Regions from separate parts of the Rattus norvegicus genome. Here region 1 is linked to region 2. The links are chromatin contacts, called in public Hi-C maps. All regions are on one chromosome and are shown on one strand. The core of a region is the stretch at or near the end of the contact, and the rest is flanking DNA. Distances in the headings are between cores, read along the strand shown. Region 1 holds the start of Dcaf17 (DDB1 and CUL4 associated factor 17). Region 2 overlaps Tlk1 (tousled-like kinase 1).

Region 1 (7,491 bases), core at 968-3,467, 340 kb before region 2:
AGAGAGTTCTAGGATCCTTCCCCCACAGCTCTGACTCGGAAGGCAAGCTCCAGAAAATGGGAAGGGTGACCTCATTTTCATCTAGCTCCAGCCATGTGTTTGTTGGGGCTGAGTCCTACGTTAGTACATTTGAAAGTCGGGGCTCCCATGGAGGCTCTACCTTGGGTATGACTACACTTCTCTTTGTAAGGTCCAGATTGGCCATATCTTTCTTCCCTGGCCTGAGTATTCCCTCCACCTGAACTGCTCAGCTTTTACTATTAGGGGAGTCCCTGCATCAACACCTGTGACCAATTCCATGGAGTTGGCTTGAAGAAGCAGGTCACGAAACAGCCCCTATAGTTCTTTCCAATAAAATTGACTTTATCTGCAACAGAGGCAGAGACAGAGACAGAGAATCTCAAGTATGTGTGCACTCTGTAAATCATTGAAGTTATAGCCAAGGGCAAATGGAGGGACTTGGGTAGATTCACTGGCACTAAAGGCTAAGTCGTAGATTGGGCAATTTGCCAAAGTACAAAAAATAGATATCAACTGGAGTCAAGGCAAACCTCAAAAATCACCAGTCTCTGACTTCTAGTTTCTGATCCAACAAGAAAAGAACTTAGATGTTATTTATCACTTCTGAGATAGCTTCAGCTGGTGCCCTGCCAGAATGAGGACCCGAGTTTAGAGTCCCTACCCCTAATGATTCCTGCTACTTGTAATTCCAGACCTGTGGAGGTGGGGACAGGCAAATTCACAGGGCTTGCTGGCCAGGCCATCTACTGGCATCCTAACTTCCCGGTCCAGTGAAAGGAGAACCTATCCCAACAAGGTGGTTGGCTCTTGAGGAATACTCCTGAAGGTTGACATACAGAAAAATGCCCTTAATTCCTACAGATGCAAAGGGAAAGATAAAGGGAGGCAATTCCATAATTTCTTAATCTAGGTAACGGGCATGGAAGCATCAATTCACTGTGACGTTCTGTTCGGCCTGACCTTGAATGGCTGGAGGCTGACTTAATAACTATTTATCTGCAGATACTATACTTTGGTCTGATTTTTTTTTCTCTTGGAAAAAAAAAATAAGTACTTCTAAAACAAAATACCCATCTCCTAAGCAGCATCTAATTATATCACAACCCCTTTTCTCGACTCTGATCTTTATACGGTATAAAACAGCAAATAGTGCTGAGAAACGTATTATTTCCCCTGTGCTATAATTTTGTGTGAAATAAGTATTTACAGAGACGAAACCGGTAACTTTAGACTTAATGAGTTTTTAAAATCACATGCATGTCCACCTAGTTTTATTATGGACTCATTTTTTTTTTTCATCTTCCTATTTCACTAAGCACTAAAGAAGCCACGTGGTTCTATAAAAACTACAGGTCAGGTGAATTACGGCAAAAAAAAAAAAATCATCACTAAGAATTTACCTGCTGACACAGCACCGGTAATTGTCAAAATATATTCTTCCTCTCTCATAGGCTATAGGTGACTTGGAATGAGTTGTCCAAACATTCTTAAATTTAGTACTCTCCTGAAAGATACAAAGAATTTCAGTTTAGGAAAGAACTCAGCCCCCTGCTATGGAACCATTTTAGGTGGGTAGTTTAAATCTACAGTTTTTAAGTACATTGGTTTTTTTCTTCTCCCTCCCATAGGTGTTGGTAACCTATGTTTTGAATAGATGGTTTGCAAGAAGGCAAAAGAAGCTTTTTAAAACTAGAGCCAGGCGGCGAACCTATGAGTAGTACCTATTTTCTAACACCCTAATTGCAGGATACGGATGCCCCTCCCCATGTATGACCCTCAAAGGGGAATCAGAGCGCGAAAAAACCGCTGCCCGGCAGGAGGTTGGACCCCGGGCACCCCGACTACGGCGGGCGTCACCTGGCACACCAGCGCCCGCAGGATGCCCAGGTTCGTCCTCTGCACCACGCCCGCGTCGCGTGTGTAGAAGCCCAGAGCACGGCGACTCAGCCTGGGGCACACATTGGCCTTCCGGGTCCGGCCCATGGAGGCTCGGGGTCCGCAGGGCCCTGGAGGGGCGCGCCCCTCACTTCCGCCAGGGGTGGCAGCCGCCACACCTGCGAGTCTCAAGGGAAGGCTGACGCCGGAGCACCGCACTGGGCACTCGGGACAGAGACCAAGAGGTAGCACCACAAGGGTTTGGAGCAAAGGAACAGAACCAACGGCGCCTTCCGGGCCCTTCCTTCTGCTCACGGGATTGCCGCTGCAACACGCAGTCCGCCGTAGCCACTCCCTCTCCCGGAAATGTAGTTCCCACGGTCTTTTTCCCCGCCCCCTGGCTTTTTCAGAACTACAATTTCCGTCAGGCAGAGCGAGGACTGGTTCGGGCCCCGCCCCGCCCCCAGTCCGCCTCTCCGGGCCCTTATTAGGCTGCGCTGTAGAGCTGCGCAGTGGGTAAGGTAGTCTTCCGGGCTGTACGCGGCTAAGTTGGAGAGACTTGGGGGCGCTGTGCAGCCGCTTGGTGGTGTAGCTTCTCCCGTGTGTCCTGCACCAAAGAAGCAGTCCCTTTCTGCCCTGGTGGTGGGACGCTTGCCAACCCCACCTTTACTCTACAAGGCTCTGGCCACGTGTCCAGAGGGGCGTTGTGTCCAGTGGGACCCTCCAAAGGTATGCCCCGTGGCTTTCCCTCATCAGCCTCACATGGGACGTAGTGGATGAGGTTGACTTACACATTTAGTTGTATAAACACTATGCTTGTGTGTTGTAATTAGTGGTGAAAGACGCTGGTTTTCCCACCAAAGTAGGATTGAATTTCTTTTTCCCAGAGGCCCGCCCTTGTGTGGCCAGCGGGGGACGCTGACTGGTTTTGTGGTAATTGCTGTTTTCTTCCTCCTTGCTTCCATTTTTTTCCCCCTTATAGGGAATAAAATATGAAATGTTTGCATTCTTATTGGATTGCCTAAGATAATCCAGGTTGACTTCTTTAAGTAAAAAATGACATTCTCTGTTAACTAGCTCAGCCTGCGTGTTCACGATTGCCAACATACTAAAAATTTCCGTAACCATATACCAAATGCCACCGGTTACCTCATTTAAAACCCCTTTAGTGTGGTGTCTGCAGCTCCCACATAGACTTGGCATGCCTCTCTGTGATCTTAAGTGCTTAAAGAACAAGTCAGTCATCACACCAGCTTTCTGATGGCCAGAGAAGTACAAGACCAGATGAGTTGCTGGGTCAGAATTTAACCGTTTAGTATAGTTTCGTTGCTTTAAAGGGAAAACTCTTATTACCCTTGATGCATTTCCTTCGGGATCTGGCTTTTTTGTTTGTTTGTTGGTTGGTTGTTTTGTTGGAGTTTTTTTCCCTAATATTTCATGACCTGCTCATAGCATAGGGTGGAGTGAGTGCTTTGCATATTTTTAGAAAGCTCTACAATCGTTAATTTGGTCATTCATGAATGCAGCTGTCACGGAAACGCTGGAACCCAGAAAAATATAGCTGGATTTTCTTTGGCTGAAGCGAAATGCAAATCATTGCTGAATTGCACTCATCATTTCTTTCTTGTCTTTCTGTGCTCTCCTACCATGGCTGAGCTTTGGTTTCTGGACTTATTTTTCACATGACTTCTAAAAGGCCACTATACTTGAATATTAAACCAAAAACAATAGCAAGGAGTGGGCCTGTTGTGATCGTACCCTCTGCTCATTCATCACTTCCACATGTTAAGTCCCAGCAGTGAGTTATTCAACAGCTGGACACAGACCACCCCTCAGACACGGTGGCCATCCCCCTCATCTGCTGCTCCACTGTAATTGTGCCCTCTTTCTTGGTTTGGATCAAAGCACCTCAGGTTTCTACCAGATCTAAATGCTTATCCTCCTGGAACTCTGAAAGCTTGAGAAGTCTGTTCACATGCTTCTCCTTTACTTACACTCTTAGCTGGGTGGTACTTCAAGGCCAGTTGCCTCTCAGTGTTTTTCAGGTTTTCCTGAGTGGCATCAAGCTTGGTCCCTAAGTCATCATAGTAAGTGGTTTCTTTCATCATGTTTGACAGCCAGTGAGCCGGGTGGTGCTGTGGGGGAGCAAGAAGGGACTGCACAATGTGCACAGCTTAGGCAGTCCCCATTCTTTCTTACCTAGCATTCTGTTTTTTGTTTTTGTTTTTTTCTTTTTTCGGAGCTGGGGACCGAACCCAGGGCCTTGCACTTGCTAGGCAAGTGCTCTACCACTGAGCTAAATCCCCAACCCCTTACCTAGCATTCTGGAACATACCCTTCCTGTGGAATTTATCTTACCACTGAGGTCCCCAAGGAGAGTCATTAGATTGTCTTTGCTTCTCCCACAACCAAGTACTTTTGATTCTATTTCTGTCCAGTCCTTTCATCTCAGTAGTCTCATGCCTTCCCATTTCTAGCACGTTATTAATTAGCCTTCTGATTGTTCTTTTCTGCCTACACTTGGAGACTCTCCCAACCTGCCACAGTTTTTGGAGAGCGATTTCACTAATGCGCAAAGCTGTCACATCATTCTTAGTGGCAACCTATTGCAGAACATCTCAAACCGGAATCTGACCTAGAGTCTTTCATTGTTAACGTATTTTTAGTATGTTAAATATATGCAAATATAAAGCCATATGTAAAGTCCTATGCAGCTCTTATAATAATCAGGCATTTGTAGATTAAATGAAGCGGAACTATATGACCAGTAAATTCAAGTGAACACTTATTCTTTGTGAACATTGATACTGTTTTGCTGGACTTTAAAAGTTCAGAAAGCAAATCTGTCCTCTCAGTCTTGGCTCACTTCTCTTACATTGAGACCTATATATATTTTTCTAGTGTTGCAGATTACTCAGTGTTCCCAGTCTTCATTTAATCCATGATGAGACTTTCCCTTGCTCCGGGTGCCTTGACTTTCCTTGCTCTTCACTGGGCAGCATCATTTACATGCAATAAGTGTCCTAGTTACTTTTCTATTGCTGTAATGAAACACCAAGACCAAAAGCAACTTGGGTCAGAAAGGGTTTATTTAGCTTATATACCCTGAATCACTTGTTCATTGACACCAAGGCAAGAACTCAAACCTTGACAGGAGCTGATGTAGAAGCCATGGAAGGGAGCTGCTTACTGGCTTGTTCCTCATGGATTGCTAATCCTGCTTTATTATAGAACACCAGGGCCACATACACTGGGCTGGTCCCTCCCCCATCAATCAGTAATTAGGAAAAAAGACCTACCAGCCTGCCTGCCTGCCTACAGCCTAAGGCTGTGACCCTATAATTCAATTCCTCGTGTTGTGGTGACCCCCAACAATGAAATTATTCTCACTGCTACTTCATAACCGTCACTTTGCTACTGTTGTGAATCTTAGTGTAAAATCTCTGTGTTTTCCGATGGTCTTCTTAGGCGACCCCTGTGAAAGGGTTGTTTGACGCCCAAAAGGGGTTTCAACCCACAGGTTAAGAATTGTCATTACAGAGTTATTTTCCTCTATTGAGGTTTTCTTCTCACAGTTGATAATAGTTTGTGTCAGATTGACAGAAGACTAGCCAGGGTTTGTTAATTACTCACATGCAGTTAGTTGGGCAATGCACCTGTAATCTTAAATGTGAGACCTGAAACCCAAAACAGCAGTCAGATAAAAGGTGGTCTGGGGACTACACACACAGATCCCTAAGGGGTCATAGAGGACCGATCAGAGCCCCTTAGTGTCCTGTACAGGACATGGTGCTATCCTTTCCTTGCTACATTCTCAGCGTGTCTCTTGACTGTCTTTCATGTTTGTTCCTGTTCTAATGTTTGTCTGCTTGCTCAAGCCTTTCTGTTTGAGATTTTCTTCAGAGCTCTCCCTGCAATCTTCCTTTCAGATATTATGCTCAGGACCCTTCCCAGATGGCATAGTCCTACTTGGACCCTTTCCCTGACCCCACTGGCTAAGCAGCCCTGACTATGTCCCCGTGATACTATGCATATGCTTGTGGCACTACATTGAGATAAGCTAGGCAGAAAAATGAGCTGGGGTATCGTTCTGCCTCTTTAGAACACTACTTAAAGCATGTACATATTGAATGAATGCATGAATGAATGAATGAATGAATGGCCTACAAAACTAATGTGTAGAGCCTATGATCAGCAGGTAAGTGCTTTTAGCATCAATGAAGACTTAGTCCCCTCTTACTCTTTAAATTAGTAGGAAGCTCCAGTAGAAAGGAGAAATACAAACACCTCTGAATTCTATCTTTAAAGCAGGTATTTTCCAGCTGGTCGTGGTACTACACACTTTTAGTGCTAGCACTCAGGAGGCAGAGGCAGATGGACCTCTAAGAGTTTGAGGCCAGCCTGGTCAACAGAGTGAGCTTCCAGACAGCTTAGGCAAAATAGTTAGATTCTGTCTTTAAAAAAAAGTAAGCTTTTTATATGTCGTAAGTTTATTTTTTTTTAAATATGTAGAAGGTAAAATAGTGTTAACAGATACAATTTACACTTACAGATTCTCTAGTTTGGGGAGCAAAAAAATGAATATTGGTTCTTTTTTGTTCCGCCCCCATTCTTTGTTTAACGTTAGCAAAATACATCTTATCCATGATATTTTAAAGATTAGAAAATGTGGATTTGGAGGTTAGGAAAATGCTTTCTGTTTATATGATTTGCTTTTTTGTTGTTGTTTTTTAAAAAAGTGATTTAACTAAATATTAAGCACTCAGGCTAGGCCATTGGAGGCCATTGTTCCACAGTTATTGTCCTCTGTCTGGGCTGGGACCTGTTTTGGCACAGGGTATAACAGTGATTGTGATCAGAGGATCAGCTAGAGCAGTTCTCAGCCTGTGGGTCATGAACCCTTTTGGGGTTGAACCACCTTTTTACAGGGGTCGCAAATCAGATACCCTGCACATCAGATATTTCACATTATGATTCATAACAGTAGCAAAATGGCAGTTATGAAGTAGCAATGGAGTACTTTGTGGTTGGGGGTCATCACACCATGAGGAGCTGTATTAAGGGTGGCAGCATTGGGAAGGTTGAGGACCACTGAGCTAGAGAGTACTCAGTGTTACACGTAATCATTATTGGTTGAAAACACAGATTTCTTAGGTAATAGAAATAAAGCTGGGAGCCCCACTTTAGCCGGAGTGGTCAGAGAAGGCCCCTCTAAAAGAGGAGCTTTCAACAGTCTCAGGAAAGAGAGGGCATTGTGACTCATGCTTGGAATCCCAGCACTCAAGAGGTTGAGGCACAAGAGCCCGTGTGAGTTTAAGGCTACCCTGGCTTAGAGAATGGCGCCGTGAGACCTGTCTCAAACAAAAGCAAGCACCCAGGCAAAGCGATGATCAATTACGGGATTCTTAAGGTTTGTTCTAAAATGTCCAGAACACTGGTTTAGCTCTTTTGTATACAGGAGGGAGATAAACTCAGAGAAGTAGGCAGGGACCAAGCCATGTCCAGCCTTTCAGGCTAAAGGAAGGAGTTTGAGTTAGTTCTGTTGAGACAGAAAGCCACAAGAGGCTTTGAGGAGGTGGGTAGTATGTTGTAGTT
Region 2 (7,438 bases), core at 4,024-6,523:
TAGTGCAAGGAGTGCTGCTGCTTCTGTAGGTGCACCACACCTCCTTCCCCTGGCATGGGGAAGGAAGCCATGTTCTGCGTGGCAGGCAAAGAGAAAGCTCATGCCCAGAAGAGGGTGAGTGACCTGACTAACCAGTTTAGGGTAAGAGCGGGGATAAAGGTGATTGTAGATTTGGCATTTATATTGCGAATTAGGATAGGTTATATTACAGGGAGAGATATGAGATCCTGTCTCACTGGAATAAGTAAGGGCTTTGGGTAACTTAAAGGAGAGACTCAGTGGTCTGGTGTGTATTTTAAGAGAACTATCTGCGGGGCTGGAGAGATGGCTCAGCGGTTAAGAGCACCCGACTGCTCTTCCAGAGGTCCTGAGTTCAATTCCCAGCAACCACATGGTGGCTCACAGCCATCTGTAAAGAGATCTGATGCCCTCTTCTGGTGTGTCTGAAGACAGCTACAGTGTACTTATATATAATAAATGAATAAATCTTTTTAAAAAAAAAAAAGAGAACTATCTGCAATTTAGACAGTGGGCGAGGTGGGTGGGAGAGTCTTTCTTCCATTATTAGAAGCTTAGATTATACTATCACAATCTCCAATGATCATGTTTTCTTTAGGATAAATATATTTTTTACAAAGTCGAATTTTGGTTTAAATGAATTAAAACTTTGATTCATGGAAAACAGTTTATGTGTGAGTAAATAAAATAAGCACTCTAGGGGGCTGGAGAGATGGCTCAGGGGTTAAGAGCACTGACTGCTCTTCCAGAGGTCCTGAGTTCAAACCCCAGCAACCACATGGTGGCTCACGACCATCTGTAATGGAATCTGATGCCCTCTTCTGGTGTGTCTGAAGACAGCGACAGTGTACTTATATATAATAAATTAATCTTTAAAAAAAACAAAGCATTTTAAGGTTAGAAGGTTTTAAACTAAGCATCGTGTCCTTTCTTTTCCCTCCTATTACTCACAGGTATTTACCTCCCGAGTGCTTTGTAGTTGGAAAAGAGCCACCGAAGATCTCCAACAAGGTTGACGTGTGGTCAGTTGGGGTCATCTTCTTCCAGTGCCTCTATGGTAGAAAAGTAAGTTGTAAAACCAACTTCAATTGTATAGAGATAAGTTAATCTGTTTGTTATTTTAAAAAATGTGTAATTTTTTATTAACTTAGAATCAGTTTAGATCCTTCCAAGGAAAGGCACGTTTCTTGATTATTTCCTTGGGTCAGCGTTATTCAGCAGTTGATGTGGCGCTCTCTCCTTACCCTCTCTTTCCCAAACATTGTCTGTTAGCAGCTGTAGAGTGCAGCACTTTGCAGTGTCTGTCACTCCTTACTTCTCTCAGCTCCTCCCCTCCCCTGCAGACATCTGGCCTCGGCAACATTTCCTCCCAAACTCCCCAGAGAATTGCCATCAAACTTACTTTTTCCCAAACCTCTGCTGATATTAGAGTCAGAAATGCAAGCTGTCATGATAGAGTCTAGTTTGCCTGTTGCCCAGTGTCCGTCACTGTGAGAAGAGAGGTAGAGAGCCCTGTCTAGATGTACAGCATATAAGAGGCTATCTTTGTTTGCTTTCTGTTGCTAACAATATCATCATGACCTAAAGCAACTTGGCCAGGTCAGAATTTCCAGATTGGTACAAATTACAGTCCACCATCAAAGGAGGCCAGGGCAGGAACTTAGAGCAGGAAGCAGAGCGAGAGACCACAGAGGACTGCTTCTGACTGATCTGTTTAGATTTTCCCAGCTTGCTATGGTTTGTCTAAGGACCACCTAGCCAGGAGTGGCCCTCTCACTCAGTAGTCAGGCAGTGAAGTGCTCCCGCAGAGCTGCCCACAGGCCAGGACGATAGTGGCAGGGCCTCTCAGCTCAAGCTCTCAGCTCACTCACCCGTATGCTGAGTTGGTAAGAACTGACTCCAAACCCAGGCGTCCCGGGTCTCGACCCTTTCCTCTTTTCCTCACTTGAGTGACAGCCACAGTGCTCTCCGGCACACACGGTTCATCTTCTGCAGGCTGACTGGGTTTTCCTGCTCTTGGCTATAATCTTCGTTTCTGTGAGACCACATCCAACTTTGAAGTAGCTGAGGACAAGATGTTAAAGTACAAATCATTTTTGTGGTAGGCTCCGGTGATTCTTTGTTTTAAATATTTTATTTCATATTTTGTTCTTTTTTTTTTTAAGCCCTTTGGTCACAATCAATCTCAACAAGACATTCTACAGGAAAACACAATACTAAAAGCCACAGAAGTCCAGTTCCCTGTAAAACCAGTTGTAAGCAGTGAAGCCAAGGTATTAATCTCATAATGTTCTATGATGTGTCTGGGCTGTGGTTCCAGTGTGGTCAGTGCTTCAGTAACCACACTGGCAGGCATGGCTGCCACAGCAGGCTGCTGCTGTGCTCTGGGAACAGGCGACCTCGGCCGTGGGTGGGTGGCTGGGCTGGTTTTCATCTCTAAGCACTCAGTATGCTTCCCTAGTCTATGTGCACAGCAACTTGCTTTTCTTTGAAAATTAGGAGAAACCACAACATTTGGACCCTCTATTACTTTTAGATCTTGTTCAGTCTGCCTGTTGTAATGATGAGATACTTGAGTACATAAAAAGAGGGTCTGGAGAGATGGCTCAGTGGTTAAGGGCACTGGCTGCTGTATCAGAATCAATTCTCAGCATCCACACACTTTACCACCTCCTGTAACTCCAGTCCCTTGGATCTGACACCCTCATCTCCACCAGGACACACATACTTCACTGACATTCATGCAAATAAAATAAAACAGTAATAAAATAAAAAGTAAAAGTAAGTATAAGGAAGAGTAGGTGTAATGATAGCTACTATTTCTATAGTGCTTTTATATACACTGTATGTTATTATTTTTGTACAGCAAGAAAACAACCACAGCACACAAAAACACTTTGCTTAGTCTTGTGCCAAACACAGCAGTCTCTGCTGGCATCACACCTTGTTCTCTGTGCTGTGGTGCATTGGGTCAGAGGTTAACACAGTGAGTCCATTCCAGAAACCTATTCCTAATATGCATGTGTAAATGTGCTTGGTAAAATAATGAGAACTAGAGCTTCTGTAGAGTAAGCCTTTCCTAACCTTAACTGCCGGAGCTTCCAGGGCCCATCCCGTCAGTGTACACACCCGCAGAGATTATTTTCTTATACCTGTTAGGAATCCTATGATAAATAACATCAAATCCATCCGTAAGACAAAACCACAGAATTGCTATATTTTCTTATGTAAGTACTCTAGGCCATAAGAAAAATTGACCTTTAATCCAATATTTAAGAAGCTGAGGCAGAGGCAGATAGATCTCTATGAATTTGAGACCAGCGTGATCTACATTGCAAGTTCCAGTCCGGCCTACATAGTGAGGTTCTGTCTCAGATAGTTAGGGTAACAATAACAACTACAGTAATAATAACTACAGTGACTGAAAGGGGTTTGCAGTCAGAGCTGCCTTTATGATCAAAGAATGCTGGCTTTGTGAGCTCTCATTTATTAGAAATTACCCGTAAATCTTTATTGGATTGGTTTTGTATTGTGTTTTTTAGTTTGGTTTTTTGTTTTTGTTTCTTTTATTTTTGTTTCTAGTTTTATTTCTTTTTTTTTTTTATTTTGGTTTTATTTGATTTTTTTCAAGGCAAGGTTTCTCTTTGAAGAACAGACTGGCTTCAAACTGTCTACTTCTGTCCCCTGAGTGCTGGGAGTAAGGGTGTGTGTCACCATGAATGATTTTGTTTTGTTTTTTAAGACAGGGACTCACTCTAGTCCAAGGTAGCCTTGAATATTTAACATAGGCTGTCTCCCTCACAGTAACCCTCCTGCTTCAGGCTCCAAAGGGCTAGTAATTCAGATGTGAGGCATAGTTCTTGATGGTTATAATAATTTAGCAATAAATTAACAATGTACATATATTATATAATTTATATATTTCTTTAACATAAAGGTTTTTGGTTTAGGGTCAGGGTTGTTTTTGGGGGTTTTGTTGTTTGTTGGTTTTGAAACAAGATCTTACTATGTAGTCCTGGCTGGCCTAGAACTCACTTTGTAGACTTGCTTTAAAAGAGAAAAAGAACCAAAACCAAAATCTAAAGAAACAGAGTTGACCTAGGAAACAAAAACCCTAATGGCACTTCTGTGCCAACATGATCTTCATCTAAAGACAGTCATGCTGAATACCAGGAAGAAAGTAAGGCTAAAATGGCTTCTTACAATTTAGCCAAACAAAATTGATAACAATGTGATTATTATTCTTCCAGAGGGCTTGGGTCCAACTCCCAGCACCCATGTGGCAGCTCACAACTGTCACTCCAGTTCCAGTGGATCCAACACCCTTACGCAGACAGACTTGCAGACAAAATACCAATGCACATGAAATAAAAATAAATTGAAAATAAAGAATTTTTTAAGTAGAAATAAAACTTTGCAGCCAAGGAAAGCAGTGAGGCTATGTGTCAAGGGTGCTGCTGGAGGGTTTAACTGGAGTCAGAATGTCAGTTACCCCAGAAGTTCTGAAGATGTGCACTTCTATAAAAGTTGGTCTGCTTATAGTCTTAACTGTGCCCTTGCTTCTGGAGTTGGTGGGTTGGTATTTAGAAGGTAGAAGATCATTCGTGTTGCTGTCTCTCTTTCGAAGGCCTTCATAAGACGCTGTTTGGCTTACCGAAAAGAAGATCGATTTGATGTGCACCAGCTGGCAAATGACCCATACCTTCTGCCACACATGAGAAGATCAAATTCTTCAGGCAACCTACATATGTCTGGGCTGACAGCAACTCCCACGCCTCCTTCTTCAAGCATAATTACTTACTGACTCCTCCAAGATGGGCATGATCTCTTCTCTTTGATTGGCTTCCAGATGCATACTTGAATTTGAGTGCATTTGAGTGTTTGTGATTTTTTTTTTTAACATGGGACATGGTTAAGAAGTGTTTGTGAACTAAAGCTCTCCATGGAGTCCTTTGTGTGAGAGTGGATCATGGACAGTGACTAAGTACACACTCCTCACTGCCCTGGAGCAGCACAAAACAGGAACACCATGTTACAGTAGAACAAGGGGACTCTGTAAATAACGTTTATAATGCTTAAATATATTTGATTGTTACCAGAGAGTTCTAATAAGAAGGGTAGTTTTTCATTATTTAAGAACACATGGAAAAATGATGGGACATTTGTGACACGGGAGCTACAGTGCCTGGTACAGCGTCAGCACTCGGCAGCTGATCTACAGAAACCAAAGCAAGAGCCGAGTGGCAGCCGCTGTGTTTGCAGCAGAACGTGAGAGCTGGGGTCTTTGGACAGTTGTGGACTTTGTCATTTGCCGATTCTGGCTTTTACCAAGTTGTACCTCGAAATCACATGTCAGTGGTCCACCACCCTACCCCCAACCCCTCTTAACTGGTTTTGTTAAAGGCGAGCTGTCATTTCTGGATACTTTATACTTTTAACACAAAGAGCTGCCTATTTCAAATCAGTTGAAGTTACTAAATCATAGTATTTCCAGGGCTTTCAGTGTTTTAGAATTAACAGGCATTTTTCTTTTGTTTCTAGGCCTCGTTCATTAAAACAGGAGACAGTGTGTAACCAAAAGCAGGCCAGTCGTGTGCAAGATAATGATGAATCCCCTTCTGGCTCTATTGTAAACTACTGTACAGATGTCGATTACAATTACTGAGTTTCAGCAGCTTATTCTTGTACAAATGTTTAAAAATACTGCTTTTCTAATTGGATATTGTATTTTTTTTAAGTCTTCTTGAAGGCGCTTTAATTGCTGCTAAATGATACTGCTTTTTTGCTATAAAAATTTGAATGACCTTGAAGGCACAAGTTGACTGTACATCATAGAGAGATATTAAAAGCAGGCATTCATTAACAATCAAGGCATGTAAATGATCTACATCGGGCATATTGAGTTCTTCAAATCAGTTTTTAGGTTCTAGAGCTGTGGAACAATAGAAACTAGATTTATAAATTGTTCATGGTTATTCTACATTTCTAGAAAGTTCTTAGCATCGAGATGGGATGATAGTCCCATAGAATGTTTCTTGTGGTTTGTACAGATTTGTTAAAATGTGAACATTTTCTAACTGCCTTGTGTGGTAGAAACCAATATTTTTGGGGGATGCTATATTTCATTCTTGTAAGGATTTTTTTTTATTGTCACACTCATAATGCTGAGACTTACATGTAAGTTGTCCATGGTGCAGAAAACAGACTATCCCTGCCAGATGCCCCATACCATGTACAGTTAAACTGTGGCTCTTAGCTGGTGTTGCAAGCCATTTTGTTTGTTTGTTTTCATTGTACATAGACACACTGTCTGTTTAAGAAGCTGCTGGAATTATAGAGAATGTAGCCAAACAGTAATAAACAACGACAGCAAAATGTAAAGATGTGGAAGATTACGTTCAAAGAGCCCGAAGGTTTAGGTTACTAACTGAGCTTCATAAAGGCAGATGAAGATGTCCTTAAGACAAGCATGAAGTGTTTCAGGCTTAAAAGCAGTGTTTGGAAAAAAATATAAATAAGAGTATCAGAAACAACTTACCCATGTTTTCCACAGTTTTTCCAAATGTAGATTTAAATAGCCTACTAGTGCTTGGGCTCAGTGAACCAGTATCAGCTTCGTGTAGAACTGGTGCTTGTTGCTGAATAATTTCCATGTTTCCACCCATCTGTTTTGAGTATTAGTTGTTTTCTTGTCTTGTGGAGTCTGCACTGACTGCAGGTAAAGTGCACAGTTCTCATCCTTGAAAGCAGCTGTACCGATGGGTTGTAGTCCATTGGGAGGGGAGAGTGCTGCACTGAGCTCGTGGAAGTTCAGTCCCCAGCACACTGCTCCCCCAAAACCAGTAAGTACAGGCACTTCGGTAAACACTTGGATGTTGAAAGGATGCAGAAGCTGCCGTGGTGATGGGGCGGGGGGCGGGAGACATGCGGTTGGCTTTCCTTGTGGCCACCCACTTTCCCTACTTGAGTTTAAATGTGAACAAACTCACCAGGTCCTTCTCTAGTTTGACTGTAAATTTCCATGTTTTTAAAGAAGTTTTTCCTCTGAGTACATGAAATTTCAGTGTTTTGAATATTTAGACTAATTCTAAAACTGCTTTGGCCGCTAGTTCCTAAGTTGAATTTTTGGATGTTGACTCATTCTATAGTGGTTTTGAGTGTGTATAGCCTGTCCATTTGTATCTGAATTGGCTTTCCCAGCCAAAATACATCTCCAGTTATCTTACTTCCTTTTCCCCATTAATTAATTTATCTAGAGCCTGGTTATGTTGTCCAAGCTGGCCTCAAAGTTGATAGCAATCCTCCTGCCTCAGCCTCCAGAATGCTGGGATTGTATGTGTGGTCTACTCCACTCCCTCTAGTGGTTTGAATAAGTTTGGTCCCCATTGATTAATGTGTTTGAGTGGTTGGCACATAGGAA

Evidence for each region. A called contact is a pair of places that touch in the nucleus more often than the background predicts.
Region 1: a Hi-C map of hepatocytes shows a contact between it and region 2, with 2.1 times the contacts expected there. The contact joins the promoter of Dcaf17 here to the enhancer-like site in region 2. A contact is called at or near these places in 6 of 12 Hi-C or Micro-C datasets (the A7r5 cell line, frontal cortex, hepatocytes and 3 more).

The regions. Positions count from the first base shown.
Region 1 is chr3:76,266,280-76,273,770 of GRCr8, reverse strand. It overlaps Dcaf17 (DDB1 and CUL4 associated factor 17), which reads right to left and starts at 2,217. Exons shown (of 14, transcript NM_001398928.1): 1 at 1,879-2,217; 2 at 1,422-1,525. The coding sequence starts at 2,004. It overlaps Mettl8 (methyltransferase 8, tRNA N3-cytidine), which reads left to right and starts at 2,408. Exons shown (of 10, transcript NM_001399513.1): 1 at 2,408-2,625.
Region 2 is chr3:75,927,941-75,935,378 of GRCr8, reverse strand. Tlk1 (tousled-like kinase 1) reads left to right here. Exons shown (of 20, transcript NM_001395018.1): 18 at 972-1,083; 19 at 2,184-2,291; 20 at 4,646-7,076. The coding sequence ends at 4,822. Among named protein-coding and RNA genes, the nearest start is that of Gorasp2, 49 kb to the right of the region's middle. Within about 2 kb of position 5,273, at least 23 of the 93 cell types and tissues checked have an H3K27ac peak or open chromatin away from gene starts, as enhancers often do.